2 separate regions of the Pan troglodytes genome follow, and region 1 is linked to region 2. A link is a contact called in public HiChIP or PLAC-seq data. All regions are on one chromosome and are shown on one strand. The core of a region is the stretch at or near the end of the contact, and the rest is flanking DNA. Distances in the headings are between cores, read along the strand shown.

The links. HiChIP or PLAC-seq counts read pairs in DNA pulled down with a chosen protein or histone mark.
Region 1: an H3K4me3 HiChIP or PLAC-seq map of stem cell-derived excitatory neurons shows a contact between it and region 2, with 4 times the contacts expected there. The contact joins the promoter of CEMIP2 here to the promoter of TRPM3 in region 2. A contact is called at or near these places in 1 of 7 Hi-C or Micro-C datasets (stem cell-derived neural progenitor cells) and 1 of 1 datasets of contacts at active chromatin or transcription factors (stem cell-derived excitatory neurons).

Annotation. Positions count from the first base shown.
Region 1 is chr11:62,261,018-62,263,717 of NHGRI_mPanTro3-v2.0_pri, forward strand. It overlaps CEMIP2 (cell migration inducing hyaluronidase 2), which reads right to left and starts at 1,409. Exons shown (of 24, transcript XM_009456723.5): 1 at 1,308-1,409.
Region 2 is chr11:61,936,940-61,939,825 of NHGRI_mPanTro3-v2.0_pri, forward strand. It overlaps TRPM3 (transient receptor potential cation channel subfamily M member 3), which reads right to left and starts at 1,443. Exons shown (of 26, transcript XM_054658878.2): 1 at 1,101-1,443. The coding sequence starts at 1,283.

The DNA of each region.
Region 1 (2,700 bases), core at 159-2,658, 320 kb after region 2:
AGAGAAAGAAATCAAGACACCGTTCCCGAGGACCCTTTCTTAAGAAGAGAGGACTGACTCCTGGGGAGTCGGGTCAGTCCCAATCCAGAGATGAAACCGGGAAAGGAGGCGCACGGGGGAAGGGCGGGAGGACGTTTTCCTTTTCGGCAGAAATGCCCAACGCCGGAGCCGGCCAGGCCGCCGGGAGCAGAAAAGGTGGGCGAGACCCGGGTCTGCGTCCCCGCAGTGGCCCCCGAGGGCAGCAAACGAGGTGGAGCCGGGTGGGGGGGCGGGTGACCGAGTCGCTTCTTACCTTCCCCTACCCCGCTTAGCGTCCGTTAACTCAGGTGCCTACACAGCGGTCCAGGGAGACGGAGAGGAGTCCCTGGCGTCCTCGGGTCCAGATCTCCTCTCCATGGCCAGGAAGCCACTCGATTGCCGGCGCCCGCAGCTGCCGCTCGTACTCAACTGGCAGCCGCAGCCTCTGCCTGGAGGTGAAATACTCTCCTCCCGAGAGTGACGCGCACTTCCCTCCGCCTCCGCCTCCTCCTCCTCCTCCTCCTCCTCCTCCTCCTCCTGCCCCGAGCCTCGGGGGCAGGGGCCTCGGCTCGCTCTCTCCCGGAGCCGCCGCTCGGCTTTCTCCGTTCCTTCCCCTCCGGGAGAAAGAGGAGGAGAATCGTGGCCCGGGCGGCGCGGGCCTGAGCGTCCCCGCGACAACAGGGGAGGAGGCGGCGGCGCGGGGCAGAGTGAGGTCCCAGGAGTCGCTCTTGTCCCTGGTCGGCGGGCGCCGCGGCTTGCTAGGGTCGCGCTCAGCCTCCGCCGGCCAGACAAGCAGCCCGGCTCGGCTGGGCCGGGAACTGTAGATTGGGCGGGCGGTGGAGAGCGAGGGAGGCGGAGGGAGAGGAGGAGCCTGCCATCAGAGGAGGCGGTGGCCCCGCCGGGCCCCTCCCGCCGGCCCCGCTCCCCGCGAGCTGCGAAAGCGGAGGCTCAGCGCCACTAGCTGCCGCGCGCTGGAACAGCGCCCGAGCGCACTGCCGGCGGGGCAGAGCCCCAGCCAGCGCCCCCCGCTGCGGCTGCAGGCTCCTACCCTTCCTGGGCGCGCACACCCGCCTGGCCGAACCGGAGCCTGTGCCTCCAGCACCCCCAGATAAGGCTGGTACTGCGCCTCTCACTCCCTGGCTGAGCCTGACACTGCGCCCCCAAAGTCCCCTGGCTGAGCGTGACTGCACCCCATCAACCCTCGGCTGCGTCAGACTTTGAGCCCCATCACCCGTAAAGAGATTTCCACACTCCCACAAATGTTCTGAGCGTCCAGTCATAGCCCCCACCTGGCCAGGCGCGAGCTCCAGGTTCTCAGCGCTGTCAGAAGAACCAGCCTGCTCTGGGACACAGGGCAGCTCTTCTGGTCCCTTGGAGCAACCCCAGCATCCCGCTCGCAGGCCGGAATAAATATACTTAGGTCTTCCCACGCCCCCTACCTGCGCCACTCTGGAGTGGCGGCCGCTTGCAGAGGTGGCGCCGAAAGCCACGCCCCGGCCCACCCCAGTGCCAAAACGCCGCTCTGAGGACACCGGCACCGGCCCTGAAGCAGCCCTGCCGCCGCCACCCTGCCCCCTCGCTGGAGCTGCTCTCACAGCCTTGGCTCTGGGTGAGGGCGCGGCCCGGGCTGGATCACTCAGACCCACGAGGTCCCAAGCTAGTGACAGCGGCAGGACTGCCAAATCCGGGCCGTCGTCATCCTCGATTTAATTGGAATTGGAAGTTTTCCCTCCAGGAAACTCTTTCAGTGAATAATATACAGGTAGGATAGTTTAGTTTTCAGGGTTGTTCATTCCTCCTCCCTCAACAAACTCAGTCATGTAACCGCGACACACCCGGCAGTGAAGGGGAATCCCCTATTTCAAGGGTATTAGTTCAGGGCTTTGTATAAGAAATTACTGTTTCCAAATCTTGGCTGATGATAAGAATCCCCTGGGGCACTTAGAAAAAATTGGATTGCCAGACATCGCCCAATCTACTGAATCAGAGGTATCTGGAATATGTAAGTTTGGGAAACAGGGCTAGAATGCATCCTCTAATTAAAGCCTTGGAAAGATGCCTCCAAAACAGCAGCGCGATCTAGTGCTGAGATCTTACAGAAACTTCACCCAGCTGCCTTTGGGAGCCGCTGTCCCTTCTGGGAGAGGCAGGGAGGAAAGGCTTTTAAAATAAGGAAGATAGTTTTGAATAACAAGATGGAAGGGACAAAAGACTGTTTTCATGGTCCAAAGGTGTTTTGGATTGTGCTTAATAAAGATAGAAACTGTGTTATCCCGTGTGCTAGGCTGAAAAATGTTCCCTCCCCAGAAATAACAGGTTCTAAGTCCTGGAACTTGTGCATATTACCTTACATAGACAGAAGCAGAGCCTTCACATGTGTGATTCAATTAAGGGTCTTCTTGAGTTGGGGAGATTATTCTGGATGATCAAGATGGGTCCTAACTGCAGTCACATGTACTTTCATAAGGGGAAAGGGGGTGGTTAGCACACACAGAGGAGGGCTGGCCACTGTGGAGGCAGAGATTGAAGTGATGCCTCCACAAGTCAAGGAATGCCAGCACAGAGGCAAGGATTCTCCCCTAGAACCTCTGAAGTGAGCAAGATCCTGCTGACACCTTGATTTTGGCCCAGTGAACCTGAGCACGGTCTTCTGCTTCCAGAAGTGTGAAAGAATAAACTTCA
Region 2 (2,886 bases), core at 193-2,692:
CAAATGTTTATATTACATTCTGTGGAAGTAATGTTTAAACATCTTACTTTTCAGGGATTAATTTTTATCCTTCAATGACGACTTCCCAAAAACAGAGCAGGGTAACATTAATCACGCTGTGGGATCAATGCTTATGTACCATTCTCTCTTTTAATTAAATCAAAGTCTCTTCAATATGCAACATCTGCTGTCAAGCCCTTTGGATGTAAAACAAATACACACACACACACACACACACACACACACACACACACGCTGGTATTCTTAATGATGTTTGGGAAGTTAAGAGTGGTGTATCCTCCTTCCCCAGGAGCAACAGGAGGACTTTGCACTCTCTTCTAGAACAGCGTTCTCTCCCTCTGGGATAAAGGAAAACATAATATTCACATACTAAAAATGCAAATGCAGCTAAAGTTTTTTATCAACTGCACTTCTCTACACACATATGATGCCTATATTAATTTCACTGGAGTGCTTTTATTGCACTAATTAGACAGTGAAGAGGAGCTGACACATGGGAAAACTTGTCTGAACGCTGTATATGTTAAGCAGTAGGATTACAAGCACCTGGGATATTCTTGCTATTCTCTGTATGCAAATGACATCCTGCAAACAATTAAACGCTCCCATTAAAATAGTGGGGGTGTGGGATGGAAAGAGCAAGTGCTAAGAGAGTAAAAATATGGCATGCCCTTTCTATTCCGCCCTCATTCAGCGGAGGCCGAGTACCTTCGACATGCTGCACAGACAGACCCTTGGGAACGTACACAGGAGTCACAATACACTCGACAACGTCTCACACGCTCTGTTAACTGCAAAACTCTTATGATCTAACAGCGAGCCCCCTCGCCTCTCGAACATGTTTTCAATTTTTGCAGAGCCGCCAGAGACGTCAGGAGACCCTCCCCTGCTGAAGGGAGGGAAGACGTTCCTTCTCGCCCTTCCTCACAGCCCCCAGCACTCTCTTTCATTAGAAGCGGCGCCACAAGTTCCCTGGCTCTCACCCTTAGGGAGGCAAGTTCAGCACCATGGAAAGGGCTCAAGTCGCGTGCGAAGAGAGAAAAGAAAGCAAAGACTGGGGCTCTCCCCCGGCCACTCACCGGCGTCTGCTGCGACGGGAGTCCCGAGCGTTTGGTGGACCCCTGCTTGGAACTTAACCTTTTCCACGACTCGGCAAACCTGCCCCGGCTGGCGCTCCGGCTGCGTCTGCGGCTCTCCGCGTTGTCCTCGCGGTCGGAGCAGCCCCGCTCCATTTCCGCCGCATCCCTCCACTTCTTCCCCATGAGAAGTTCGCCTCCCTCGGCCGGGAAACAGCCCAGCGCCGAGCGCTCTCGCTGGCTCCTCGCCGCGGGTCTCCCTCCAGCCTGCGCGCGCGGGTCTGCCTCCAGCCTGCGCGCGGCTCTCGGTTGGCGCTGCCTTTGCCTCCGCCGGCTCCTGCCAGAGCCCCGCGCTCCGTTACCGCCGCCGCCACCAGGCTGCGCTTGCGCCCGCGATTGGCTCAACTGTGGGCTGGGGCTGCGAGCGCCACCTGCGCCCGAGCCAGCTTTCTTTTGCGTCCCCAAATTGCTCTCCACCCGGCAGCCGCCGCCTTCTCTGGAGAGTGCAGGGCCCACGCCTGAGGCTGTTGATGCGCCGCAGGGTAGCGCTCCCAGCGGTCACCTCACCCTGCCCAGTACCCCAGACCAGGGGACCCACCTCCCCCCACCCCGAGCTGCGTGTGGAAGCCTAGGTTACCCGCACTGGATGGGTGGAGACTGCAGTTGACTTAGAAAAAGACAGGAAGGGGCAACTTTGTTCTTCCTGCTCCCTTTCTTCCCTTCTCTCTGCAACAACAACTCGCTCCTAAGTATCCTTGGGGAGAGTGGAGCTTCATCCCCTTGTCAGATGCCGCACTTATTTCTTCTCCAGCTTGCTCAGACTAGCCCACTGGGTCTCAGACTTGGCTGCACACTGGAGTTACCTGGATCTTTTTTCTCTTTCTCTTTTTTAAATGGTGATATTCCCCAGAGTCTAATTTAATTGGCCTGGCTGTGGCCTGGGAATCAGGATATTTAAAAGCTCCCAAGGTGATTCTAGCTGCTCCATCCCCATCAGCAATTAAGGGCCTTCAAGGGCCTGTACTGTGGCGGTAAGGCAGAGGAGGATTCTTGGGAAGGGAAGGCTCTTACTTCTCCTTACCTCAACTCATTTCTCTTTCCGGGGTAGGAATGGGGTATTCAGTTTCCCCTCTCACCCTGGGCGGTTAAGCAGCGAGGCGGACATGAGACGGATTCGTGGTGGAGCTCCTGTGTGTTGTGTATTCTGTAACCCCTGCACCTTGTTGTTCTTTCATGTTTTTGCCTTCTGCTCATTAGGACAGCCGGCTGGCCCTTATGAGTTTTGTGTCAGTTATTTTACCAGACTGAGCTGTCCACATGTCCTTGATCAAATGAGAGAGGGCAGTTGGGGGCATCACAAATTAACAAAACCAGAAAACAATGGCTTTACTCACCATTAAAGGGAGTGATGCCTAAAATCTCTCCCGGTTGAAAAGGGCCGTCTGGTTGCTTATCTGTTGCAATGGCAACAGATGTATTTTCATTTCTTTCTGAAATCAAGCATTCTCTGTCCTATTTGAATATTGCCAGATCTTCCCAGGAGGCAAAGGTGAAGAAGGATTAAGAGGGAAGGGGAGAGGGTGAGAAATGCTGTGGGAAAATTGGTGTTGTGGCACTAGCTGTAAAAATCATAATCTGAGTTGCAGTGGTCAGTGTGATTAAGCAGAGGTTCTGAAACTGGCTAGTTTACGGGAATGGAATACAGAGCTCTAAAATCCCACAGCTGTGCCCCTGTGTGTAGTGTTACATGAATATTAATCCTGCCATTTTAAGTAAAAGAGACTCACAG